4 separate regions of the Mus musculus genome follow, and regions 1, 3 and 4 are each linked to region 2. A link is a contact called in public Hi-C, HiChIP or PLAC-seq and promoter capture Hi-C data. All regions are on one chromosome and are shown on one strand. The core of a region is the stretch at or near the end of the contact, and the rest is flanking DNA. Distances in the headings are between cores, read along the strand shown.

Evidence for each region. Promoter capture Hi-C pulls out the DNA fragments that hold promoters and counts their contacts. A called contact is a pair of places that touch in the nucleus more often than the background predicts. HiChIP or PLAC-seq counts read pairs in DNA pulled down with a chosen protein or histone mark.
Region 1: a contact with region 2 is called in a promoter capture Hi-C map of the C10 cell line. The contact joins the enhancer-like site here to the promoter of Sntb1 in region 2. A contact is called at or near these places in 6 of 39 promoter capture datasets (the C10 cell line, the HPC-7 cell line, liver and 2 more), 2 of 484 Hi-C or Micro-C datasets (epidermal suprabasal cells and liver) and 3 of 9 other capture datasets (adipose tissue, liver and pancreatic islet).
Region 3: a Hi-C map of muscle stem cells shows a contact between it and region 2, with 2.0 times the contacts expected there. The contact joins the enhancer-like site here to the promoter of Sntb1 in region 2. A contact is called at or near these places in 6 of 39 promoter capture datasets (the C10 cell line, the HPC-7 cell line, liver and 2 more), 2 of 484 Hi-C or Micro-C datasets (liver and muscle stem cells), 1 of 115 datasets of contacts at active chromatin or transcription factors (stem cell-derived neural progenitor cells) and 2 of 9 other capture datasets (adipose tissue and liver).
Region 4: a contact with region 2 is called in an H3K4me3 HiChIP or PLAC-seq map of embryonic stem cells, with 6 times the contacts expected there. The contact joins the enhancer-like site here to the promoter of Sntb1 in region 2. A contact is called at or near these places in 7 of 39 promoter capture datasets (the C10 cell line, the HPC-7 cell line, cranial neural crest and 2 more), 2 of 484 Hi-C or Micro-C datasets (CD4 T cells and muscle stem cells), 5 of 115 datasets of contacts at active chromatin or transcription factors (all in embryonic stem cells) and 3 of 9 other capture datasets (adipose tissue, embryonic stem cells and liver).

Annotation. Positions count from the first base shown.
Region 1 is chr15:55,759,112-55,765,686 of GRCm38.p6, reverse strand. All of the region lies in intron 2 of Sntb1 (syntrophin, basic 1), which reads left to right. Among named protein-coding and RNA genes, the nearest start is that of Sntb1, 140 kb to the left of the region's middle. Within about 2 kb of position 1,291, at least 12 of the 459 cell types and tissues checked have an H3K27ac peak or open chromatin away from gene starts, as enhancers often do. A contact at or near this core is called in adipose tissue, where this site is marked.
Region 2 is chr15:55,902,695-55,909,923 of GRCm38.p6, reverse strand. It overlaps Sntb1 (syntrophin, basic 1), which reads left to right and starts at 2,975. Exons shown (of 7, transcript NM_016667.3): 1 at 2,975-3,900. The coding sequence starts at 3,333.
Region 3 is chr15:55,745,103-55,752,311 of GRCm38.p6, reverse strand. Sntb1 (syntrophin, basic 1) reads left to right here. Exons shown (of 7, transcript NM_016667.3): 3 at 2,917-3,124. Among named protein-coding and RNA genes, the nearest start is that of Sntb1, 160 kb to the left of the region's middle. Within about 2 kb of position 4,656, at least 4 of the 459 cell types and tissues checked have an H3K27ac peak or open chromatin away from gene starts, as enhancers often do. A contact at or near this core is called in muscle stem cells, where this site is marked.
Region 4 is chr15:55,650,156-55,657,354 of GRCm38.p6, reverse strand. All of the region lies in intron 4 of Sntb1 (syntrophin, basic 1), which reads left to right. Among named protein-coding and RNA genes, the nearest start is that of Mtbp, 96 kb to the right of the region's middle. Within about 2 kb of position 2,049, at least 7 of the 459 cell types and tissues checked have an H3K27ac peak or open chromatin away from gene starts, as enhancers often do. A contact at or near this core is called in embryonic stem cells, where this site is marked.

The DNA.
Region 1 (6,575 bases), core at 42-2,541, 140 kb after region 2:
ACCTTGGAGTCATTATGCTCCACACCAGAAACAAAAAGAAAACCTTGAAAGACAGTACAGGATAAAAGTCAATGTCCTGTGGTGAGATATCCTCGGCCGCCATCTACAAAAACCACTAGCTTCACAGATGCCCCCATTACAAAGAAGTGCAAGGCATAGAACCCTCACCCCCACATTCAAGACTAAGATTCCTGAAGACCAGAATTCTTGAGGAGGCTAGTAAATCCAACAAGGGTCTATAAAATATCTTAAGTTGCTATCTTGCGAATATTTTTATCAACAAGCTCCTAAATTACCAGAGTTTCTTCAATTTCGTTGCTATCTCTTCCTTTCACTTCTAAGAACTTCTCCATGATTCTACCATATCCATTTTAGTTTCACGCATGTGTGCCTAGCACTCAGAACACTGCATTCTTTGAGATGTTTCTCCTCTGCCTCTAGTTCTTATTTAGGATTAACCAATGTTTGCTCTTCCACCTAGAGTGAGCTATGAGGTCACCACTGTTGCAGTTGTTGTCCCTGTTAGGCTGCCATTCCTTCTTGGTAGATGGGAAACTGAGATGCAGAAAAATTGAATTCCTTAGCACATAGCCAGCACGGGGACCAAACCAATGTCTCCATGAAGGACAGTGTGTCACATATGGCCACTTGTGTTCCTTGCCTGCCCTCTGCTCAACCCTCTCCAGGCCCTTTGGACAGTAAGTACATTGAAGACAAACACTGTTGTTTGTCTCTGTGTCCTTAACACCTAGACGATTGCTGAGCAGCGGGTGGGCACTCAGTAACTGTGTTTTAGTGAGTGATTCGTTTGTGATAAGAGCTATTTATTTGCCTTACTCTCAAGGCTAACTTTCTTTGTTCAGCTTGTTTCCTGGGACAGAGTGATTTTAAGTGGTCATCATAAGCAGTTCACGCTAGCTGGTGAGCACTCCCTTTGTAGATTGTCTGAGCCATGATGTTAGGTTTGAAGAGCAATGACTTGAGACTAATCTGGGGTGAACAATCACTTTGGGGTTCTGCAAGCCAGAGGTGGGCATCAGAACACCATAGAAGACATATCCTTATTCCCTTCTTTGCATGGTCCTCACATCAGGAATTAGAAAGCTTTGAGTTTATTTCCTTCATCTGTGGTAATTTTTCTTAAAACTTTCGTGCATTAAAAAAAAAAAAAACTGATAAAGCCAAAGAAAACAAATCTAACCCCAACAATATGCCAACAAGAACCACCTGTCTTCACAACTTGTCTGACACCTTGGCATTTACTCGGAGAATAAAGAAGATTGAATTTCCTGTCATGTGACCCTTTAAAAGTGTGAGATGAACATTTGCATGATTCTGATTTTCTCCCTTCCTTGTAACCAGCACAGAATTGCATAACAATTTAAAACTTGTCTAGATGGTTCAGATACAGATTTGAAAAACAGCAATTTGTGTGGGTAGCTGATTTATTTGTTTGCACTTGTTTAAATCTGCCAGGTAATGAAAATGATTACTGCTATCTACAAGAGAGGTCAAAGTGTCTTTGAGCACAGGCGTCCAGAGAGGAAATAATTATGAAGCTGTCATTGTCCCAAAGATGTTGACAGTGAAATATCTGCAGCATACATCAGTGAAAGTTTCAAACACAGAAATAATCACTGGCCCAAAGCTGAAAACCTCACTTCTGAAAAAGCATGAGCTTAAATTTATGTTCAGAACATTTTTGGATTTCCACCCCTTCTTTACCCCCAAATTTGGAACAACTTGGTTGTTAAGAAACCTGGACTTCTGGGTCTATACAACTACTACCTGCATGTGTAACATGTGATTCACGTCTTTCCTCCAGAATTTAGGCTTTGTACCTATGACTGATGCTTTGCGAAGGTCCCTCCTCCTCACTTTTGTTCTGCATGAAATTGCGGTTGCTTTGGCTTTTGCATTTTCCTCTGTATTTATCTCCCTCCTGCTAGCACAGCTTGCCTGTGGTGTTTTCCATTCCCACACTCCAGCTTCCCTGCATCCCTCCATGGGCGTGCCTTCTTCACTTTCTTCTGTTTCATAGTCTTCTCCTTGACGTCCCCTTGGAACCATCTTTTCTTTGGGGATAGGAGCTACTAGAAATCCCTGCTTCAGGATTCATGAATACTGATGGCTTTAAAAAACTGCCTTCCACAATGTGTTAGCTAGCTTTTAGTTACTGTGACAAAAGACCTGAGGAGGGATTAATCTTTAAAGGGGAAAATATTTATTCTTAACACATGTAGTATCTACCAACTTCATGTGGTTGTTAATTAAACAGTAGTGTTTTGTTGTGAACCAAAAGATTCTTGCGACAGATAGAAATTATCCTTATATTCTCTAGAAACACAAAGTGTTTTCTTGTGCCAGATGGTTAGAATGTCAGTGGTGTTGGAGATGATTCCTGTGTTGAGTTCTCTCTCCGTGTGCCTAGTGCCAGATCTGGAAGGTCCTAGATCCTTGAAAAATAATTGGTAAGTTTATAATGAAAGAACGCTTTCGTTTCAACTTGATAATTGAACCATACAGATAAATCTCATTCATTTACAAAAACAACCTTCCATAAATGAGCTAGATAGTATTCACTGATGTTGTCTCTTCATTATCTGTGTTTGGGAGTAGTTGTCCTAGTTCCCATGTCTTTCTATGGTCTATTTGTCCTGCCTCCCACACTTGCAAGGCTCTTTGTTTCTCCATCTAATCTGATAAAGGCCCCAAAGATCATACATTGATTCGTTTAGCCCAAGAAAATCATGTCTATGACATAACGTTGGGTAACCATTTTGGTGTTGAGAACTGCTGGAGGCTATCTGTGGGAATTAGTTTGCTCATAAACCATTTGCATCTTACACTGGGCAACTTACTTTAGAACTGAAGGACTGTGTACTGTAGAGTCACTATTGTTTAAGAATAAAAGGAGGACCAGCAGCCAGATGGGATACATTTATAGAAGTAAGCATAGTCACCTATTCCATTGGCCTAGTACTTCTACAATACTGACTTCATCTGGAAGCCAACACAGCGACATAAGAAAATTCTGATATGGATGATGCCCTCGGGAATTTACCATCTAATGTGGAAAATAAACCATATAAAAGGATGAGCTTTAAAAAGACATGATCAGATGAAAAGCCAGGAGCCTCTTTGATGGTAGGGTAACCAGAAGAAGCAGAATCCTCTTATTTCTGGAGGGCTCTAAGCCCAAATATTTCTGAAAATCGTTGAGGCACTTCCATATCCACGGCAACCATCAATCAATGCTTAGAACACTTCCAAGTTAAGTTTAGAATGAAATTCCATCCATCATTTGCTAACCTTTAGGCCAAGAGCCTATGTAGACTGGGACTTCAACACTTTTCACAATGTGTCTAGCAGCTAGTACCAGTTAATCAAGTCTGTCCTGTGCAGTAAAACTGCCACCCCATCAAAGGAAGTAACTACCTCAGCACCACTGAGAAAAGGTGGGAACTTTTGAAACTTACAGTCTGGTCAGCTCTTAGTGAGTAATAGCACCTAGTTGATTCTGATAAACTCTAGAGAACAGGTGCAGATCAGTGTGCAAAAATTATCCTGAAAGATAGGATCACCTAGCGTGGACTATGATGGTGTGTTGACGTCACTTAAATCACACTAGGATGAGAAAATTCCTGAAGAAGAAAATATTTAACCAGACACATAAAGTTTCTCTCAAAATCTGGGTCATTTTCAGTTTTCCATCACTAATCTCATAGCGCCCCCCCCCCCATTTATTACCTAATCCAGTTATCTGGCAGCGTCTTGGCATTAGCCCCTCCTACACCTCTATGGTATATTTATCCTAAGATCCAGCTTTATTCTCTAATCATGCTATTCATGTTTTCATGTACCTTTTCTATCTCTATCATTTGAAATGTCTTAGGACATATAGTAAGAAATTATCCCTTAACTGAAGCTCACATTTAACTAGGAAACTTACATTATTTGCTGAATTCAGCCATCTTAGCCCAATAGAGATCCAATTCAAAGGATGGAAAAACAAACTCTCAGAAGCCAGATATTTATACACTGCATTGGACTGTAAGACAAATCGCTTATCAGTGTAAGTTACCGGATTCTAGAGGCAAAGGTACAGGGTTTCACTGACATAGCACCTGTTTAAGATTTTTCTAACCAGTTGAACAAGAGCAAATGACAAAAGAGTTTGCAAAGCACTGATGAAGTTGGTGTGGAACCATGGGAAGTTTTCTCGACTGCTGACTTTAGCTCACTTCTCGCTTCAAACTTCGATAAGGACACAATTTCCCCAGGAGAGGTCAGCATGCTGAAATCCTTCTCATATTTCATAAATGTATATGTCATTGTAAAACTGGCATCCTGCCAGCATGAGAGATACTGTCAGGTTCCCTCGGAGCTCAGAATGCTATTAGCATGCATGACCTGTTTTCCAAATAGGATTTTGTGCAAAGCAGCACAAACTCGGGCTTTCTCTTTCCTATTAACTACTCACACTTGACACAGTCTTTAAATGATCTCATTAGCTTTCATCATAGCAACCTGCTTCCTAAATCCACATTTTTAGCTGGGGATTGTAGATTTGGGCAACAGTATAAAGTATGGTTAGGGAGTTGAAGTTCTTCTGTATCTCCTGAAGATTTCCACAAACTAGGACTAGAAACTCAACTGCCAATCCCATGACAGCAGCTGAGCTGCAGAAATGGTACTGTTGCCACACTATTTAGCAAAATCTTACAATTTACACAACTACCTCTGCTTGCACCACAGCCGTGTGACACTGGCCAAACCCTGCCCCTGAGAGCTGGATGCCTGCACATCATATCTTCCCAGAGATGGATTCTGTGTACTCCCTCCTCATGCATTTGTCTCTGTTGGCATGGCTAGTTTGTCTGAATGGCCTAGTTCCCAGGCAACGGTGAAAGATAAAAATTGAATTCTCCCATGTCATGGAGAAGCTGTACCTACAATTAAAAAAAAAAAAAAAACAACTTTCCATGTTTACTGGAATGGTGTTCCAAAGATGCTGAAAGGAGGCATGTTTTATAAACCCCCAATGAGTGTGACATGTACTAGTCAGCTTCACAAGAGAATGCCTGAGGCAATTAACTTATTAAGAGAAAGGGGGTTATTCAGCTCACAAACTGGAGGTTCAAATCCATGATCAAACAGTTCCGTTTGCTCAGGCCTCTGGCAAGGATAGCACCTCTTGGTGGATGCAGGTAATGAAGCATCTACAGACAGGAGCCATGACACAGAAAGAGACTGGGAAACCCAGCTCCCACAACTCCCTTTAAAGGGAAACTCCTGGAAGTTAAAAAATCGAATAAAGTTTCTTCTCTTTCAGGTCCATAGCATCTCGCAATGGTGTAGAGATTAAACCTTCCACCCATTTATGGTTGATGTTGATTGCCGATTTGACAGGGTCAAGAATCACCAAGGAGACAAGCCTCTGACATGTCTATGAAGGGGTTGCTAGGCTAGGTTAATGGAGTGGGAAGATCTGTCTCAAATGTCTTTGGCACTATTCCCTGGCCAGGGGGTCAAGTCTGAATTAAAAAGAGAAAGCTTCCTGAGCCTAAGCACACACCAGCTCTCTGCTTCCGAAGTTCAAATACAACGTGACCAGATGTTTCCTACTGCTATAGCCAGGCCTAACTTGTCATGAAGGACTGTGCCCTCAAACTGTACAATAAACGCCTCTTTAAGTTGCTCCTGTCACGTGTGTATGTACAGCAATAAGAAAATACCTAGTTTATCCATGAGCCTTTGTGGTACTACCATAGTTAAGCCAGAGCTGTGTAATAAATAAGGCATAGGTGGTCAAGTTGGATGATTTTTGACCCTAGTCACAGCGTGCTTTATGGCTGTCTGGATGAGCCTAGATGAGTTGATCCCTCCAGTGGAACACTTCTTACACAATGGAATGGGTCTCATAGGATTCAGCTCCTAGGTTGGCTCAGTGAAGACAAAAAGAACCATTCCTGTGTGTGTGTGTGTGTGTGTGTGTGTGTGTGTGTGTGTGGTTTGCACCCCAATAGAACAAATACTAGTCCCCATTTTGAATGTTGTTATTACCTTTTTAAAAAAATGAGTGGCCCAGAGGTCAGGAGCACTGGCTGCTCTTTCAGAAGTCCAGGGCTCAATTCCCAGCACTCACATGGAAGCTCACTAATGTGTGTAAGTCCACTTCCAGAGACACTGACAGCTTCACACAGACATCTATGAAGGCAAAATACCAATGCACATAAGCTAGAAATAATTTGTCAAAATATTTCTCATGTCTTTTAGTTAATACAAGTTTATTACTTTCATCTATTTTCTCTAGTGTTATCTCAGAATAAGATACATTTTTTTCTTAGCATAACACCACTCTTTTGTTCTGTTTTGTTTTGTTTTGTTCTGTTTTGTTTTACTGAGCATATATTTCACTGTTAGCTTTGTTAAAGTTTGCTAAACACAAACATGTTTTTCTTTCATAAATAACAAATAAGTAACTTCCTTTTTTCTGGTTATATTGCAAGACATTTTTGAGAAATGGAGAAAAACATAAAGGTAGAAATAAAAATATAACAAAACTCTGGCAT
Region 2 (7,229 bases), core at 1,726-4,225:
GGCCAAGAGCCAAAATAAGTCTTTTCTTTTTATAAGTTGATCATCTCGGGTGTCTGGTACAGTGACAGAAAGCTAACACAGAGGCCATGGGAGCCAGAGGATTTTCTTTCCCAACTGTGAGTATTGTGAGATCCCACTTGAGCCTTCTCACTGGAAACACATCAAGGTGGACAAGGCTTACCTTTGAGAATCGGTGCTGATAAGAAGTCAGAGATGTGGTACTTTCTGAGGGATGATGCAGGGCTTCTCAGCTAGGGAGAGCCCAAATGGCTGGCCATTTTAAGTATCACCAAGACAAAGTTAAAATATATCAAATGGAGGAGGGCAGTGTGTTCTCTAAGCTTTTGAAGAAAGAAAGGTCAGAAGGAAATGTTTCTATCTTCTAATGAAGGGCTGGGCCTTCACCAGAGATTTGTCCCTAGAAAGGACTCTGCGTTCAGATGAGCACTGGGGCTATGGTTGCTAAGCTGTATTTTTAACAGAGGTAAGACAATGGTTAAGTTTCAAGTTCGTGCTGCTATTTACTAATTACATGTGCCAGGTATTAAACCTGAGCCTCCACTTCTTCAACAGTAAATGGGAGTGGCCATTACAGAATTGGCCCTCAAGTATTGCCTAGAGGATTGGGTTAACATGTGGAGAGTACTTAGGGCAGGGACTGTAATTACAATCCAACTAGCAACACCACATGCATGCCTCTGGCCTCCTGATAGTCAACTTTGGTCTCCTTTCATTCTGATGTAACTTTCAACCAGGAATCTATTTTCTTTCCATAGAGGTGTGCATACACAGAAGAAAATGTGCTTAGCACAGAGATTCGTGGAAAAGCCCATCCCAGAGCCTGCCATTTCTAATGCCTAATAGATCAATTACTTTGTGGGTGTGTCTGGCATGCATCTACTGCAGAGCCACAGAGGCAAAGCATTAGGATGCTGGCTGGGGGTTTCTGGTCCAGGGACAGGTTAGCTTTGATTTTTTCATCTTCACATTGGCATCCTGGTAGCAATGCCAACGCTAGTGATTTATATTTCAAAAGCAAACACTTAGTGATGAAGGGCCTGAAACCTCAGCCTCTAAACCAAAGGCCAGCTCCCCCCTCCCGACTCTCTCTCTCTCTCTCTCTCTCTCTCTCTCTCCCTCTCTCTCTCCTGTGTGTGTGTGTATGTGTGTCTCTGTCTCTCTGTGTTTCTGTGTGTGACTGTGTCTCTGTCTGTTTCTGTGTGTGTTTCTGTGTCTCTGTGTGTGTTTGTGTGTGTATGTGTGTCTCTGTCTCTGTGTGTCTCTGTCTCTGTGTGTGTCTGTTTCTGTGTATGTCTCTCTCTCTCTCTGTTGCTCTCTGTCTCTCTCCATCTGTCTCTGTCTCTGTTTCTCTCTGTTTTTCTCTGTCTCTCTCTCTCTCTGTCTCTCTCTGTGTCTCTCTGTCTCTCTCTCTCTCTGTCTCTCTCTCTCTCTCTCTCAGGTTTCTTTCCAACAGTGGTGCCAGCTGTGTTAGTTCCCTGGCTAACCCAGTCCAACAGGAAGGACTGAAGAACTTCCTGGGCTCCTGTCCCTGTTGTGGGCAGGTTTACATGAAAAAAAAAATGAAGATTTTTTTTTTTTTGAAGTATAGAAAGTTAAAACTTACAGGAGCAGGACAGTGGCACACCCTGTGTGAGCTGTAGTGACTTCAGTTTCTCAAGAAAGTCTCAAGTATTTTCATTGAGTTCTGTAATCCCTGTCAGGGACTTCACGGGGATTCCTGAGAGTTTTTAAGTATCCTTGATTAAGTAAGTCTGGAAAGAACTAGAGCTGTTTGCTGCAAATACCCATCACAGTGGGGTGATGACATGCATGTTACAGAAGACCCTCTTCCTACTGGCATCTTATCAGGAGCTTCACCTTCCAGAATTAACAGATTCTGCTTTTTATTTTGTCATCTGGAGAAAGGAGAGGGCACAGCAGGAAGACCAGTAAGTCTTAACACAGTTTAAGTGAACTGTGTGGGACCTGCTTAGCAGAACTCTGGGATGTTCAGCCATGGCTTGGGTTACAGTTAAGGTGGCATTTCCTGATTGGCCTAGGAACGGAACCAAGAGTTACAATGCCATCACCTTGGGACAGAGCAGCTTAAGAGCCAAACAAGCAGTTTTCAGGGAACTTGGAGAACAAACCTATTCTTAGCTTTTAAAGAAGACATTTCCTATATGGAATCTAAGAACAAAGGAGGGAGCCCTGAGAAGCGTTTGGGCTGGCACGGGGATGGGGTTGGGGGAAGTATGGAGCAATGCAAAGAGCAGACACTGAGTTAGACACTGTGTCCTGAAGATGAGGCAGACAGTGCCCCGTTGAAATTCAGGGTAGGTACTGAAAGAAAGCCCTCTTGTCTTCAAACTCCCCCAAAAGATGCCTTGCATTGACTTAGAGGATAGGAGTACGTGGCTTGATGAGGCTTCATTCTATGTTCTTGTGACAGTTTTCCCCTGACTTCTGGCACAGCCTAGGATCTCTCTCTCTCTCTCTCTCTCTCTCTCTCTCTCTCTCTCTCTCTCTCCCTCTCCCTCTCCCTCTCCCTCTCCCTCTCCCTCCTCTCTCTCTCTCTCTCTCTCTCTCTCTCTCTCTCTCTCTCTCTCTCTGTAGTTTCCTTCCCAGAGTCCTGGGATGGGGGTGGAGGGAGACTGAGTTGAGGCAGCGAAGGTCTGGTTTGAGGAAGACTTGGATCTTCAAACACCTGCGGGAGGAGAGAGGGGAGTTGACTCAAGAGGATAGAGTGAGCGCACCTACTAAAGGTGAGTGTGGAAACCCGTCGAAAATAGAGGGTTGAGAAGAAAAGGGGGTGGCGGCGGGGTTGGGGTAGTGGTTTGTGACCCGGTAGGTTTGGGGGAGCTGCGGCAAGGTGCGGCTGAGAACTGAGGCACCCGGGTCTGAGCCAGCGCGACGTGGGAGTGTGACGCTGCAGTGGCGAACAGGTGAGCGGCTGGGGCTCCGGGTCCCCGCCCTTGCCTCCTCCTACCGATTCTCTACAGCACTTGGCCGCTCCGCAGCTCCTAGGCTCCTCTCGGTTTGGGGTTTTGCAACTGGCAGCTGGCTTTTTTCCCTCCTCCCCTGTCGAGGGCTCTCCGTCTTCTTTTAGGTTGCTCCACCCCGCCCAGGATCAGGCGAGGGGGAACAAGCTCCGCCGCTGCAACTGGCGCCCGGCGCAGCCGCGAACACGGGGAGTGGAGTCCGGGGTCTGAGCGCGCGCTGCCAGGCATCTGCTTCTTCCGTGCCTCGGTTACCCTGAGTCCTCCCATCCTCACCCCTTCTCTACTTTTCCCCCGTTTGCAATCACATGGCATTTTAAGAATGCTGGAAAGATGGCGGTAGCGGCAGCGGCTGTGGCTGCGCCGGCTGGCGGTGGAGGCGCCCGGGCGCAGCGGAGCGGACTGCTGGAAGTTTTGGTGCGGGATCGCTGGCATAAAGTTCTGGTGAACTTGAGCGAGGACGCCCTGGTGTTGAGCTGCGAGGAGGGCGCTGCGGCGTACAACGGCATAGGGGCTGCCACCAATGGTTCGTTCTGCAGGGGCTCCGGGACCGGGCACCCGGTCCCCGGTGTCGCTCAAGCCCCGGACTCTCCCGCCGGGGTCCGCACCGCCTTCACCGACCTCCCGGAGCAGGTACCTGAGTCCATCTCAAACCAGAAGAGGGGCGTGAAGGTGCTGAAGCAGGAGCTGGGCGGGCTGGGCATTAGCATCAAAGGGGGCAAGGAAAACAAGATGCCCATACTCATCAGCAAGATCTTCAAGGGGCTGGCAGCGGATCAGACCCAAGCCCTGTATGTGGGCGATGCCATCCTGTCGGTGAACGGAGCAGACCTGCGGGACGCCACCCACGACGAGGCAGTGCAGGCATTGAAGCGCGCAGGCAAGGAAGTGCTGCTGGAAGGTAAGGGGTTAACCCTGCGCCGGCCTTATCCCGCAGTTCCACTTACTCTTCTGCGCGTCAGCACACTCACACTCACCAGCCACTTGCCCCAAAGCCCTAGAACCCCACAGTGCCTGTGTTTTGCAAAAGCAGTGGCACGACTTTCTTTTTTGACAACTTTTACTACCTGGGGGCAAACTCATCTTCACTTTGGCCCTGACCCAGGGCGCTGTACTAAAACACTGGAGTGCCTGGGTTTTCCTGGCTTGGATGAAGTGCTTTAGTGCACTGGTGTCGGAAGTTTCATACTTATCGGTACACGTGGTTTCATATTTTTATCTGCGGACAATCCAAATGTAATTTGGAGTCTGGGAAATGGACCGGGAAATGGAGAGTGGACGGAATTTGCATCTGCCCACATTGTAAAGCAGGGCCACTGACTCTAGGCAGCTCTAGTACTTTTCTACTTTGGCAAAAATTTTCACAGCCTAGGCAATCCAGCTGTGAAGACCTGAGAGGTAATAAATAAATAAATAAATAAATAAACAAATAAATAAATAAATAAAAATAAAAGCCAGAGAGAGGTGGCAGTATTTGAATGCTAAAACTCAGCCACCCGTTCCTGCTTCCCTTCCCTCCAGCACCAGAGAGAGTCCATGAGGCTGTGCAGCTTTGAGTAGTGCCAAAGGCTGGGAAAGATGTTGCCAATGTAGGCACAAGTTCACTTCCACTGCAGGGTGTTCAGCCGGTCAGTCCGGATTCCAGGTTCCCCTGGGTGGAGAGCTGGTGAAGTGTTTTCTTTTTTCTGCTGGTGTCTCCTGGAGAAGTGTGAAATCCACTCTGCATTTGTAAACAGATTTCCCTGCCCATGAATATGAAGAACTTTCGAAACGCTCTCTGAAAATCTGGTGTCTTCAACTCTATAATCATCCAATGGGTATAGACTAGGAAGTACCAGTTTGGATGTGGCAATATGGGGGTGGGGGTGGGGGACTCTGAGCGTTTCCTTTGCCCCAGCTCTGGTTTTCTGTCTTTGTAACTCTTAGTACACACTTTGGCTGGCACTCACACTGCGTGATAATTTCATCGATTTTTCTCAGCTTCTTCCTAACTACAGATTGAGTTGTTCAGAGATCCTTTATTTGGATAGGGGGCTCTCCGGAGCTTGTATCCCTCAGTGACATGCATGCAGGTTGAGGGAGTAAATTAACTCAGCTACTGAGACACTATTCCAACCTAGACTTTATAACGTGGTGGTGATTGACTTAAGCCCTTAAACTAAAATGTAATCAGTTCCCTGTTCACCCAACTGTCGTGCTGATGTGTGACTCTGGGAAGCCAACTTGCTTGGCATGTGACAGCAGATGAAAACTACTGGCAATATGTGTCTGCCTCCTAACCTGGAACACAAAGGGGCTTTTCTTTTTTTTAATTTTATTTTATTTTGATTTGTCTAGAAGATTTGTGATGTCTTCATATTTAATTCACTGCCCCCGAATCCAGAACCTAGAAGGCTATTTGGTTTGGCTTGATGATTAACATAAGTAAAGAGGAGAAAAATTCTTGATCAAGAATGTGTTGGTTTGGGTGACAAGGGACAGGTGGGATCTTGTGAGAGTGTAGCTTGGACTATAAACTTCTGGGTGCCTGCTCAGTTTGTAATCAATACTGAAAATGCAGATGGAAGGGGTGACAAATAATCATATTTTACTTCAGGCATGTCCTTTACTACATCCCTTCTTCCTGTCTCTGAATATTTCATGAATTTAATGAATAATAACTTGCCAAGGACATTAAGAAACAACCTGGAGTTGAAAATGATCTTAGAAAAAGGAGTGTGTGTGTGTGTGTGTGTGTGTATGTATGTATATATATATGTGTGTGTATACATATGTATATGTATGGTATGTATGTATGTGTATATGTGTGTATGTGTGTATGTGTATATATATATATATGTGTGTGTGTATGTATGTATATATATATATATATATGTGTGTGTGTGTGTGTGTGTATACATATGTATATGTATGGTATGTATGTATGTGTATATGTGTGTATGTGTGTATGTGTATATATATATGTGTGTGTGTATATACATATGTATATGTATGTATGTGTATATATGTGTATGTGTATATGTGTGTATGTATATGTATGTATATGTATGAGTATATGTGTGTATATGTGTGTATGTATACATGTGTATGTATATATATATGTATATGTGTGTATGTATATGTATGTATGTGTGTATATGTGTGTATGTATGTGTATGCATATATGTGTGTGTGTGAGAGAGCATGTATGTATGTATATGTGTGTATGTATATGTATGTGTATGTGTGTATGTATATATGTGTGTGTGTATGTATGTATGTATGTGTATGTGTGTGTATATATGTGTGTATATATGTGTGTATGTGTGTGTATTTGTGTGTGTGTGTGTGTGAGAGAGAGAGAGAGAGAGAAAGGGTCATGTACTTCTTAAAGAGTGACCAGAAAATGAGTTCTGTAAAAAGCTCTCTAGAGACATTCTAAAGAACACTGCATCATGCTTTGCAGTAAGGACATCTGGAGGAGACCTGGGCATCCCTAGCCCAACTTTTCAATTATTGTCTGCTAGTTAGTGATGCTATGAAGGAAGGTATGACTTCAAACAGTATCCTGCCTTCTCACCACATCTTCTCACCTTTACACCCTCACCTAGCTAGAGATGTTGCCTAATGATTTGCACATTCTAGGCAAATATTCTACCACCAAAATTCATTCTCAGGCACCAAACTCAGTGTCTCTTATTTGAAACCAAGTGTTTATTGTCCTCTGTGGTCCTCACTGATGTGGGAGTGGTCACATACCATCAGCTCAAACATCATAACCCTCCCTTTTGTCATTTAGCATAAAGCAAAGATTCCCAGTGAGGAGACTTGTTAGAGCCACCTCCACACCATTTTACATTCTCATAACCTAGCACAATGTCAGTGTCTTCTGCAAAGTACAAATAAGGAAAAGGTCACCTCTTTACGTCATAGGGTGACCTTGTACAACTGCGCACTAAGAATATAAGGATGCAGGTACTCAGCTTCAATAAAATTGACAAGAAATGCCCTGTTTAAAGTGGGTAATCTGCTCTACTTATTGAAGTTGTTATTTCTTAATTAGAATTTCTTGGAAAAAGGAATTATTTTGACTCTCAATTTCTGATATCACCATCTATCTACCCATCTATATCTATCTGTCATCCATAATCTATTATTTATAATCTATCTAGTTATCTACCTATCTATCTACTATCTATCCATCTGTCTATCCGTCTATCTGCATCAAAACACCAGCGCTGGAAGACAAGC
Region 3 (7,209 bases), core at 3,407-5,906, 160 kb after region 2:
TGACATATGCCTGGTCTTGGCAGCTTTTTTTAAGCTGTGGAGAGAGATTCCACAACTCTTTTCTTGTATCCTTCACTCTAAAGCCAGAACTGTGCTGCCAGATGAAGCCAAGTTCTGCTGCTTCATGGAAATGGGACTTGGCTCATACTTGTGTGTGTGTGTGTGTGTGTGTGTGTGTGTGTGTGTGTGTGTGTGTGTGTGTGTGTTTGCGTGTGTGTGTGTGTGTGTGTGTGTGTGTGTATTTATTTACTAACTTACTTACTTACTTACTTTACACTCCGAATTTTATTTACCCCTCTGCCCCCTGTCCACCCTGCAACTATTCCACATCCCATACCTCCTCTCCATACCCCGTCTCCACGAGGATGTCCCTAGCCCCTAACCCCCATCCAACCAGACCCTTAAACTCTCTGGGGCATCTAATCTCTTGAGGGTTAGGTGCATCATCTCTAAATGAACACAGACCCGGTAGTTCTCTACTTTATATGTGTTGGGGGCCTCATATCAGCTAATATGTGCTGCCTGTTTGGTGGTCCAGTGTTTGAGAGATCTCGGGGGTTCAGGTTAATTGAGACTGCTGGACCTCCTACAGGATCATCCTTCTCCTCAGATTCCTTCAGCCTTCCCTAATTCAACAACAGGGGTCAGCTGCTTCTGTCCATTGGTTGGGTGCAAATATCTGCATCTGACTCTTTTAGCTGCTCATTGGGTCTTCCAGAGTGCGGTCATGCTAGGTTCCTTTTTGTGAGTGCTCCATAGCCTTAGTAACAGTGTCAGGTCTTAACCTCCTCTTGAGCTGGATTCCACTTTGGGCCTGTCACTGGACCTTCTTTTCCTCAGGCTTCTCTCCATTTCCATCCCTGCAGTTCTTTCAGACAGAAACAATTATGGGTCAGAGTTGTGACTGTGGGATGGCAAACCCCTCCCTCACTTGATGCCCTGTCTTTCTGCTGGAGGTGGGTTCTATAAGTTCCCTCTCCCTATTATCAGACATTTCATCTAAGGTTCCTCCCTTTGAGTCCTGAGAGTCTCTCACCTCCCAGGTCTCTGGTGCATTCTGGAGGATCCCCCCATCCTCCTACCTCCTAAGGTTGCCTGTTTCCATTCTTTCTGCTGGCCCTCAGGGCTTCAGTCCTTTTCCCTCACCAATTACCAAATCAGGTTACCCTCTCTCCCCGGACCCTCTCCCCGCGGACCCCTGTCCACTTTCCCTCCCAAGCCCCTCCCTCCATTCCCACTTGTGATTGCTTTCTTCTCCCTCCCAAGTGGGACTGAGGCATCCTCACTTGGGCCCTTCAGCTTGTTGGCCTTTTTGAGTTGGCCCACCCTTTCAATTACATTTGCATCAGCTCTCTGTTTTTGATGGTTTCCTTCACTGCTTAATATTTTCCTTAATTCCTTTTTACAAGTTGAATCTGGGTGGGGTCTTGCCCTGAGATCATAGCTCCCTTGATTCCATCTAGTATCAGGCTATACTTTAAAACTTTTATCTCTTTGAACATTGAACTTAGCTCCATTATACTTCCTGGTGCTTCTTTTCACTTCAAACTATATGTTTTGTATTTCTTTTCGTCCAGCTTGCTCTTTTTAAATAGAGATCTGCATAAGTCTGATCACTAATAATCAAGCAACACAGTTAATTCTAGATTGTCTTGAAATCTCCTCTACCAATGTCATTAACCCAAAACTCTTCTTTTTAGCCTCAGGCAGATCTTTGGACAATGGCAGAAAGTATCGACATTCTTTGCCAGAAATACCATAAAAAAATGGTCTCTAGGATGCTTATTAATATTCTTTCCCTCTGAAACTTCATATCAAAACCATCATAATTTACATGGTTCTCAGAACCCCTGACTTCCATGCTCCTAGTGGTATGGCCTGTTAAACTCTGCTTAAAGTGTTCAGCTGCTTCCATAATCCAAAGTCCCAAGGTCCACATTGTGCCAAGGAGCAGCATGGTCACGCCTGGCAGCAGTCCCTCACCTACTCCCTGGCTTTTGAAACATCAAAGCTTCACAGCCCTTTCTGCTGCCCAGGAGCACACTCCCTTCCCATCCTTCTAATCCTACCAAAGAACTCCCATCCCTACTGACTATGCACGTGAATGTAAAAGTCTATCGGGGCCATTCATATTCAAACCACTGCACAACCAGTCTAAAACATTCCACTATTAAGATACTCACTCTAAACAAATCATTATCACTATACCTCTAGTGGCCCAACTTCAACTCTGGCATAAGCTTTGGTGTTCAGTATTAACTGTGAGATACGTGTACGTGACTCAGTCATACTCAAGTGTGCCACAAATAAGGTTCCTAAAGAGTAAAGACTTGACAACTGGAGAGTAGTGGTACAGACCTACAATCCTAGAACTTGAAAAGGCAAAAACAGGAGGTAGAATTAACAGTTCAAGATCTTCCCTCAGTTACATAGAATTTGGGAGGTCAGTATGAGCTACATGAGACCCTGTCTCAAAAGAGAAAGAAAATCAAAGAATATGAAATTTAGATCTTTTAAAAAAAATATCTTAATTGACTAACAGTGGGAAACAGGTTTAAGAACGTGGCTAGTTACTGTGGTCTGCTTCAGACCACGGCAGGAATGGTGTGGAAGCAGTACTAAAATCTTCTGTGCAACTGAATTAATATGATCTCAGAATAAGGTGCATCACATGAAAATGAGATATCCTTAACCTGGGGGATTTGGTGGCTGTGATGATGTTGTTACACTGTGCTCCAAAGGCACAGACAAGAGCCTGGGCAACTGATGATTGAATAAGTGAATCCATGAATGATGGAATAGTGGAACCATAAAGGTAAATGTCCAGAATAAACATTGTGTTTGCTTTAGAGAGGTTGGCTGTGATGAAGCAAAGACTACCAGGTCATCCTGCAACTCCTCTGTTTGCCTCCCTAGGCAGCTAGAAATTCACTCGCCAGATGCTAAGCACACAGTGATTCTGAGAAGTAAGGACTCTGCCACTGCCCAAGCCTGGTTCAGCGCCATTCATTCCAACGCTGGTGACTTGCTGACCCGTGTGGTTGCTGACATCAGGGAGCAGCTGGGGAAAACAGGCATTGCTGGCAGTCGTGAGATCAGGCATCTTGGCTGGCTTGCAGAAAAGGTAAGAGAAAGTCTTCCTGTCAATTGCCCATAGGTTCCTCCACTGAAATTCACTCATTTCATAGGCTGCTTCTCTTCATATGGGTAATTAGATTTCTTGTCCATCACAGAAGATCTCATATGTGGGGAATTTGGGCTAATCAACATTCATTTCCTAGCATACTTTCAAATATGTGGCAAATTACACATGATCCCTAACTGCTCAATGGACAAATGAGGGGACTAATGAATACTTTGATTTCTGTTGTGCTCTCTAGTACAGCATCTAGGAGGAAGGGGGTTGAAATGGTTGCTCAGACTGCATTTATTCGGATGTTAATGAACCTGCTCATCAATTAACTAGATCCTTTAGGAATCATATGTTTACAAATGACAGCAATGATATTAATAATGAGGTTTATTGAGCAACTACTTTGTGCTGATTCATTACCACCTTATCTTTTACTTGTACTTTTAAACAAGTAGGTTTTAAATGTCATTCTTAATAAGCATCGATTTTGTATGGGATGCAGGTTTAGGCAAAAGTGGCAAGATTCATATTTAAAATGAGTGCATGGCAGCATTGGAATAGTAAACATCTTAAAAATTAGTTATTGGAGCATATTTCTCATATAAAATCATGGGTTTCCTAAAGGCATATATATATATATATATATATATCATATCTACACTCCTTGTTTCTTTCTCCCTTAGGCCAGCCCTCTTCCTTTTCCTAGATCATCCTCATTTCCGCTTTTACATGTGTATGTAAGAAGTCATACATGTGTTTGAAAATAGGGACAAGATTAAAATATAACAAAGGGTTACAACTGCAGAAGTTTAATATAATTCATAATGTCATAGCTTAGACATTTTAACAAATCAGGCAATTAAATAAGGATCTCTGAGGCAAAGATGGGCTAATGTGGACTGTGTCACTGTTTGGCCTTTATATAAATGATGAATTAAAAAATAGTTCTTTTACATTATGATGATGGTGATGATGATGATGTGAGTGGGGGTGGGGTGGTCGTGATGATGATGATGATGGTGATGATGATGATGTGAGTGGGGGTTGGGTGATGATGATGATAATGATGATGATGAAGATGATGATGATGACATCTATGTCTCATGGAAGACAGCTGCCATGGAAAATTTTTGTATATAGCATTAAGACTCAGATTTCCTTTCCCAAAGCATGTGCTATGTTGAGAATAGTAAGGCTTAAAGGATTGAAACTTCACCATTGTTCTTACGTCTGATTGCTGTCCCTTGAACCTTCTAGTGCTTCTGAACACTGGGTTTTGAGACAGTTTGACCTCCCCATGACTCCCCTTCTAATAGATGGTAAATAGGAATAGAGATGTTGCAATCACATCTTTCCTGCCAATGAATCCTGTCATCTGAGAAGGCCCCAGTCAACTGGCACTTGGACATAACACCCGAACAAACCATTCGGCTGTTTCCCACCATGGTTCTTGGTCAGCACCTACCTGTTCACACATGGGTCTGGGCCACAACATTCAGTGCAGAGTTGGTTGTTTGGTTTGGGGTTGTCCCATCTCTCAGATGTCAGAGAGCTAAAGGACAGAACCAAACAGTGACACAGTCCACATTAGCCCATCTTTGCATCAGAGATTCTTATTTAATTGCCTGATTTGTTAAAATGTCTAAGCTATGACATTATGAATTATATTTATAGCATAAATCTAAGCTTCTGCAGTTGTAACCCTTTGTTATATTTTTGTTAAGAGCTTCAATATCATAAGACCTTGGAAACTCAGGAAGCCTGTCATGATTTGCTGACTCAGAAGGTGACCAGAAGTGGAGGCAGCTGTGTGACTGTGACAGAAGAGTCACAGGGAAATTTGTAGTGATGGACTATTTCCACATAGGGATTTCTGTGGTCTTGATATAAATGTACATGTTTCGAGTTGGTGTTCTTAATGAAAATCGTACAGGAAACGTGCACAGTTGGCATTTGCAAAGTCACAGTTGCTAACACTGGCCACCATTTACTTTCTCTGGTGTGTTTCTTTGGGGGCAGACCTATTATTGAGCAAGCCTGCAGTTTCAAATGACAGAAGTTCAACTCTGCTTGACCACAGGGGTTTGTGTAGGCCATGTTCCAGGATGAGCTTCTAGTGTGCCCGGGATGGACTTAATGATATTAGTCACACCTTTCCACTTCTTTGTGTTTCTGTCTCCTTTGATGATTTATTCTCAAAGAACTCATCTCTGCTTGACCTGAACATTTCATGCTCATTTTCTTACTCTTGGCTGTCTCTAAATTGAATCCTCTGTGCTCCACCCCTTCCAACAAAGGCCCTAATATTAAATCTAATTGGATTGATTGTCATGGCTCATATTTAGAGCTCCAGTTGTGCTGAGATCAGGATGAAACAAGTCATGTCCATTGAAAAATAAAGAAGGGAAGTTTTCTTTTGGGTAGCATTGGGGGAGGTCTGTATGAGAGTCTTCCTATATAGCCCAAGCAAGTATACAATGTCTCAGCCTTCTAAGAGCTGATAGGACACATGTGTGTCACCAGAAAGGTACAGATTTTTCTTTGGAGAGAGTATAATCATGATTGCTCTGATTTTTTGAGGCCATGTAGCCCAATCTGTGTAGCTAAGGATCTCCAAAACTTCTAATCTTCATCGGTCACGATGCCTGGCTTATGTGGTGCTGGGTATCAAATACAGGGTTCTGTATATGGTAGGTAAGCACTCTACCAACTAAGCTTAAACCTCAAGGGGCCATTTTTTCTTTGTAATGGAAAAACTTAGAATAATAGAGTGTATATAGATACAGTAGAGATGGGAGCAGCAGACAAAAATAGGGGCCTATTAGGATGGAATGGGTCTTCATTTGGTTAAGGTCCTAACTTGGGTGGTCCTAGGAGAGGAAATGGAACAAATCTTCGGTGTCCTAGCAGAGAGAAATAGGAATTCCGATTAATGGCTAAAGGGATTTAAAGCAGAGGTAGTTGATGCAGTGTAGCTAAGATGCAGGAAACACATAGAGGTTCTTGAGCATAGACACAATATGCTGTGCTATCCTTTGACCTGAAAGGGCATGGGCAGGAGCAGTAACTGAAACCATCAAGAATCCTGGCTGTAGATAAGGCTGGTTACTCCCAACATTGTCTTTAGTAGAGAAAGCCAGCTTCTGCCAACCCCTGGTTACTGGCATTATGTCCTTAGTTCACAATGGATGAGGCTGACCGGGAGCAAGAGACAAAGATGAACACTGGTGACATTTGCTGATGTATGTGAGCGTCCCAGGACTCACAGAAGGATGTGAAGAGGCACAATGGAACCTCTGGAAACATAGCCAGTATCACTAGGACTGATACTTTTCAACTATGTGAACAATAATGATTTTAAATAAAGATTAGGATTGTAGGGATGTGAGAGGGATGGTTGAAGAAAAGAGTGTGTCATGCAATGAACCAGCTTGTTTAGACTGGTCTTGAGGCGAGGGTGCATGAATAGCACTTAATGATATGTATGTATGTGTGCATGAACGCATTCACGTGCACACATGTGTATGTGTGTGTTATATGTCCATGTGACAGGAGGGTACACTTGCCTACGTGCCTATGAATATAGGCTTGGAAGATGTATGTGCTGTCCAGAACCCACATACATGCCAGATCCATTATTTTTACTTAAAAACTGAGTTATATCTTTGGCTTATCCCAGTCATCCATAGGTCATTATTAGGTGTTCCCATGGAGCAGTAATAAGAGCATATAAAAAGCCCCTTCTGTTCTGGGAATGCCATTATTCTTACAATATAATTTCAAATAATTATTGCAGATGTCTCCTTGAGTGTGTGCTTCAGTGTATTTATAAGAGCAATAATGACTTATCATGGACAAGTATTATAAGCAAGAATGTCCTTTATTGCTTTTAACTCTAAATTTCTCCCAAAAATTACCATACATCAAGCCCAAGGGAACAAATCCAAACAAGGCTTATTTTTGAATAGATTTTTAATACAAAATTCTAGTGGAGATTCATATGGATGGCTTTTAGCCAAATACAATGAATGGCAAATCCTTAATACTGTGCCTTTCTTATCACAAATATCAAAATT
Region 4 (7,199 bases), core at 800-3,299, 250 kb after region 2:
TGTAGAAGCAGGTCTGTTGGTGAAAGCCTTCATGTGTGGAATATCTCCATCTCACTCTCAGTATTGCCTCTGAATGCTGGCCATGATAGGCCCTGGGCAAGTGAGAGGAAAATGGAAGACACTAAAGCATCTCTACTTGGCTAATACCAGGAAATAGTCAGAAGTGGGCTCCAAACTGCCACCTTGTTGATTCTCCTCCATTACACTCATCTCCGTGGCTAGTCAGGATGGCTCAGTACTGCAAACTTACTGGAAGATGGGGTCCTGGGTGACTTTCCACACCATATTCAGAAGAAAGGAATTTAAAAAGTAAAAACCTAGCAACGAATCAGCTATTCCTGGCTGGGGGGAAGGAAGATCCTAGACCATTGATCACACCTAACTGTTCGATCCTTGTTAATGATTGTATATTTCTGAGATGTCTGTGGACTGCTAGGCCCCATTGGGGTGAACAATGAGTGAAAGTATTGAGGTCGACAGAAACTTTAGAATATCCAAGTGGCTCTTTCTTCCTGTCTTTTCCTTCTCTCCTCCTTCTTGCCTGCTCCTTCCTCTATTTTCCCTCCACCCTCCTCCCTCCAACCTCTTTCCTTCCTCTGTCCCCCTCCCTCTCTCTCCTTGCTTTGCATTGTGGCATCTGTTGGGAGATGCTAATTACAGCAATTAAGTAAAATGAGTATGTAATATTGCTTAGCAACACAGTTACCTAATATGTAATTTTCCTAATTTGGCGGAATCTGTGTGCTGCAACTGTTGTTGCGTTAATTAAGGATATTAATAATAATATTTGTACATGGAACATTTTATGCAACAGTCTCTAACACCTATCTGGAATTAAATTAGTGTAGAAGTATCCCTCGTGAGACAGTTTTTTTGCTTGCTTGTTTATTTGTTTTTCTCAAAAAGCAGTCAGGCTAGGAGCCATATCTGAGGACTCAGAAATGAATTTGTAGCCTAGATTATCTCTTACCGGCTGAGGGGGAAGCACTTGTAAGAGCAAGTATTCTAAAGCAAGGTTCCCTAAATATTAAATTAATAAAAGATTGGACTTGAAAGTGGTCTGATCCTACAGCTGGTCTGTCATGTAAGCTACACTTTGGGCATATGAAGTAGTCTCTCTCTCTCTCTCTCTCTCTCTCTCTCTCTCTCTGTGTGTGTGTGTGTGTGTGTGTGTGCAGGCAAGTACACATGAATATGTGGGTAGTTGTTTGTGAATGACACATCCCACTGTCTCCTACATTGTGCTACACTTGATCTTTTTTTGTTTCTTTTCTTTTCTTTTTTGAGGCAGTGTCTCTTACTGGGCCTGGATCTCGGGAGCGCAGCTACAGTGTCTGACCAGCAAGCTGCAGGAATTCTCTGGCCTCCACCTCTCCAGTGGTGGGCTGTGATCATGAAACACAACATTTAACTTTTAGGTGGACCCTGGGGCTCCAGCTCAGGCCACTCTGCTTGCTCAGCAACTGTTTTTAATACCGATGACTGATGAACTGCCCCAGTCCCGGGGTATATGACAACTTTAAAATATCATTTTAAATATCTCATGGGGACCCATTTTCTATATATTTCTGTGCAGGGAAACCATATCAATGAATGGAAAATCTTAATGACTTTCACATTTTTGGAAAAAAAAAAAAGTTAAGTTCTACCCCCCTATGCCAAACAAAATGATAATTTCAATTCCCTAAGCCAGCAAGTTACTACTAAAAACACTAGTTGCTAAAGATAGTCTTAAAGGGAAAAAACAGGAGTGGCTGTCAGGCATCCTTGGGAACGAATTCATTCTCATTACCTTTAAGTCCACACTCCCTATTCAGTGCGTAGAAAGCCGAGTACTTTAGATTGTGATTTGCTGTTTCTGCTTTGAGTGGTTGAGGGCCAGAGGGCAGGGGAGTTAGTGTATAGCTGCTGCCATTAGCTACAACTTCTTATGTGGGTGGCTACTTATCTGATTCTTCTTTAGCCATGGAGTTAGTAAATATTCACTGAGGTCTACTCTTGCCTGGAACTGTTCTGGGCACTAAGAATACAGCAGGGAGTGGCCACACAAACAGCCCTACCCTCCTCTAGCTTACATTATAATGATAATGATGGCGCCCTACCTAGGATTACTGTTGCTGTGATGAAACACCAAACACCAAAGACACTCAGGGAGGAACGGGTTTACTTCACTTAGACTTCCACAACACTGTTCATCATGGAAGAAAGTCAGGACAGGAACCCAAATAGGGCAGGATCCTGGAGGAGGAGCTGATAGAGACCATGGAGGGCTGCTACTTACTGGCCTGCTCCTCATGGCTTGCTCAGCTTGCTTTTTTATAGAGCCCAGGACCACCAATCCAGGAATGACACCACCCGTAATGGGCTGGGCCCTCCCCCATCAGCCAGTCACTAATTAAGAAAATGCCCCATAGCTGGATCTTATGGAGACATTTTTTAAATTAATGTCTCCTCCTTCAGAGAAGTCTAGCTTGGGTCAAGTTGTCATACAACTAGCCAGTACAGATGGCCACTAGAATATGTACTGTGCTAACCAAGGCTACATACAACATTCATATTTCATGCTATTGAATCCTCACATAAGTTAAGAAGATTATTGTCCTTGCTTTGGAGTTGAAGGAACTGAACTAAGCAGAGTTTAAGAAATTAGCCAGGGAGTAAGTAGTGGATCTGGGGAAATCCATGGGACCAACTCTCTCAGCTAAGTTTCTTCCTGCATAAGGCTTCAGTCTCTTGCTCCTCCCCCCACAGTGTTATATTGTCCTATTCAGTTTGTATTATTGTTGGTTGGTTGGTTATATATTCATATTCTAACTAATAAAGATATAAAATACTGCAGGAGGTTGCAGTTCGGCCTCCAACCAGGGGAATACACATCTGCATTTTCCAACCAAGGAACAAAAGTTGCTCAGTTTCAGAGGAATCTTGGAAACTGTGTCTGAATGGCAGCTGAGAGCCTGTCTCAGGATGCCAGTGTGTTTTTCTTGCTGGGTCGAAGAGTTACCTTTTTAGGATGAAGCATTTCCTTGGTTGCTATAGTTTAGTTCCTGTTACAGATAAGAAACAGATGGTCATATTTTTTAAGGATACACAAATAACCTAAAATGTAAAATAATTGAAAGATAAATAGTAGCTATTTCTGGGTACCCCTGAGACTGCAGAACAGGAAAAAGTATCTTTGGGAGGAATCTTGGGAGGAGTATAAAGCGCTGCTCCTGGCAGAGTAAGAAAGAACTCAGGCGGAGAGATGTCAGAGCTGCCTTTTCAGCCTCCAAATGGTGACTTAATGTCTGCTGTCATTTACTGGGCACATCTAGCTATGGCAATATGCTCCTAAGGGTGGTCTACAAATAAGGAGCCCATTGAGAAACTGTTGGGCCCAACTTTTGAAAACATTTTAAAGTAGATCAATTGTGTACATGCACGGTTTCCATTGCAAAATTAAACTTGAATTTTAAAAACATTTAGAAACTGTGCATCTATACAGGTAGCCAACCTACATCTGCCATGTGTCCGGAAGAGTATTGAGATTATTGGATCAATGAGGCATCAGAGCAGGCTCCTGCCCTGGTGAATGAGTCTGAGGCATGGTGATCATGAAAGAATAGAACTATGACTTGGTAACAATACCCAAGGGACCAGAGGAGGGGCCTTGCAGCAAGAGAGGTACTCTACTCACTAGCTGTGAGCTCCATTATCAACACAACTTTGTGGGCTGAGGAGATGGCTCGGTGGGGAAAAGCAACGGCTGTGCTTGCATGAGGACCTCAGTTTGGATCCTCAGCCTTCATGTGTGTGGCCTCTTACACACCTATGGTCCCATCACTATGATGGACAGAGACAAGATACTGTTGGGAGCTTGTTAGGCAGCTCGTCTCACAGAAAACATGAGCTCCAGATGCCAAGAGACCCTTAATTGATAGAGTACAGTAGAGACTAACAGGGGAAGAAACTGTGTCATTCTCTGGCTTTTGGATGTGTACCCACAAAACACACACAAACATACACAGACAAGTAATCACACACACACAGAGAAAGAGAGAGAGAGAGAGAGAGAGAGAGAGAGAGAGAGAGAGGCAGGCAGGCAGGCAGACAGACAGAGACAGAGACAGAGACAGAGACAGAGACAGAGACAGAGAGAGATGAGACAATTTTGTCTCCTGAAACATGTTGGCCCAGCAGTTGTCAGTTTTGATACCTAAGCAACAGTACTTACCAAGTGAGCGTCTTCTAAGCAACACCAACCTTGCTGGAAGCATTACCTCATCTAAATTACCAGGGGAAACCATGTATCCTCAGAATGCCTCCTTCTAGATCAACCAACATCCAGAGAGGACGTTAATGAAATCATAGACTCAGGTGTGTCAGGCTGCTATAGTTCTGCTGTGATCTGATCAGTGTAAGAAGCACAGAGCTGCCACTTTCTTAATTCCAATCATGTAGTGATTTCAGGTCATACTGTGTTGTTGGCCAAAGATGCAAAGTTGTTGCTTCCTTTATCTGTCCATTCCACAGACATCTAAAGAGCAAGAGGCCTTCATTGGTTAAAAGACCTTTCCTCATCTTGAAATTCTCTGAACATCATTTGATTCCGTGTAAATGTCTCTCCATTTGGAGATCCTGGTGCTCCTCAGACCATGAAATTGTTCAGAGCCCATAGCTCTTCTCTACACAAATTCTGAAGTTCTGCTTCAGGGTGTGTTTAGTTTGGATGAGTCGTGAGACACTGAACAGCCTGCCCCAAGGAGACAGAGTGATTCTTTCCCACTCACACCACCCTAGCCCACACTCTCTGCTATTCATCTATTGGAGAAATGTGTTTCCTGAGATGTTACAGAGGCTGGGCCTGAAAAAAAAAAAGAGACTGTGGATCAGGATGAGTAAAACCTCTCCTCTCAAACTTGCACATCAGGGCTGGATCCAGGTTTGTCCTAATTGCTTTGAGACTTGAGTGGACTGTGTGTAAGGCAGGCATTATAACAAAATAGTGTAGACTGGGTGGGTTAAGAATTCCTTTCTGTCTCCATTGAAAGCTACGATGTTCAAGATCAATCTGTTGTGTGCTTGTGCAAGCTGTCTCCCTAGTTTGCAGATGGCTGCCTACATCTGTTCCTTCATGAAACTCAGCGTCTGTGCATAGAAAGATGTCTAAAGACACTATGCTGCTATTGGGTTAAATCCCCACCCTACCACCACAGTTAACATCCTTCTTGAAGTTATGCCCAAGTATAGTCATGTTGGGGATTAGGCTTCAGTGTTTGAGGAGAGCGTTCTGCCTATAACTTTTTCACTATGTATAAATATTGATTATATATGTTACCTGGTGATTAATGAAATCTTTATTGATTGGTGGAATGGATAAATTGGCAGTTTTTGTTTGGTGTTCAGTTGGAAAGATGGGAGAAGGTACATGAACAGAGCAGGAAGTTCCTCTGTGGTCCCTCAGAAAATGCCTGAATCCAAGACTAGTATTAGTTCAATCTGCAGGGCTCAGGTACTTGCCGTGTCTTTGCTAGGGCCCAGCTGATTGAATGTTAGGTACTAATGGAGCCATAGGCATAGTGTTACCTTGTGTAGACAGTAACCATAACCTGCTCCTACTGTGTTATTCACACACATGGACAGGAGAGAATAAACCCAGGCACAAATAAATGCAGAGGACACAGATGAGGAATTCTGTATTCCATCTCTGAATTACTACTACTAATAAACAAGGAACACTGAAAACATGCTAAGTCTGAATTTCTACATTTTCAGTGCAAAGTCCTAATTCTAAGAATTGAAGAGTTGGGTTCATTTTGGTCTCAAGGCTTTAAAAAATTGTTTAGTGTATAAGTCTTGGGGGGAAAAATCTAATTTTAAAAAGATAAATATGTTTTCAGAGATAAATAAATCACCTGTAAAATTGGTTGGCATTTTAATGGACCTGTTTCTACACTTTCTTTTCATGTTATATTAAGCTAGTGTTATATTAAGAACTTTACAAAAATGCCTTTCCCCATATTGACACAGAATATTTATAAAAATAATCTTAATGGTATAGGCAATACTCCACCCAGAAGATTTGCACACATGTACACAGTAGGTACTTGTATTCCAAGTGGATTCAATCTGGGGAAAGTGTCCTTTTGCAACTAGTAGACACACTAAGTACCAGAAATAGCTATTTGTTTTTATCTAAATGTTTTAAGATGGCACTGTTCCAGTATCTACATATTTTTTAAAAATCCACATCATCTGCATGTATGCTGTCCCTTGCATGGAAGAGCCTTTAGTATGATTACATAATTCACACTTCATGTGTTGAAAAATGAAATTTCCCTTTTTCCTTTTTGCTCAATGAGAATTGCATGATGAGACAAATAGGAATGCCAGTGTCCCCAACTCTGAGGCTTCCTTTCATCATTACTTCTCCGACACAGGCACATGGCAGGGGCTAGCCTGGTCCATGGCTTTCTCATACTTCTGACATTCTATTAGCAGTTGCATCCCTTCATCCTCAGAGCTACCACATGGGTACTTCCTAACAAAGTCAATTCTCTAGTTATAATTGATCCAAATATTATAGATTATCTTGAAAAAAATGTTGGTTTGAGATATATTTTATGGTTGTGAGGAAAATCTGCTCTGCTGCTAGCAAACTTAGCACCTTGTATTCTTGAGAAAGACTTCAAAAGTATTGCCCCAACTCTGCTTTCCCTTTCATTCCCATATAGTTCTCTCTCTCTCTCTCTCTCTCTCTCTCTCTCTCTCTCTCTCTCTCTCACTCTCCATCCCTCCCTCTCTCCCTCCCTCCCTCTCTCCCTCTCTCCCTCTCTCCCTCCCTCCCTCCCTCCTTTTCCCTCTCCCTCCGTCCTCTCTCTACATATCAACTGTATATTTTTTTCTTAGTTTACTTCTGCCTCTATAATACAATACCAACAGCCCCTAATTTTATTACAACCAATTTCAGGGCATTGATGAACTGGAAAGTAAAACAACTTAGAACAGACAAGGCCTAAAGGAAACAGTTGTTATTGGGTGCTGACCATAACATACAAGACACCGAGCAAAATGCTTTTAGAACTTTTTATTATCCATAACCCTAGTCCTATGGGGTAGGAACTAAATTTGTAAGTGTAAAGAGTAAACATATTTATTGAGTAGGAGCCACACTATGGTTTCTGAGCAAGCAATATCACTAGTGTTATTTAATCTTC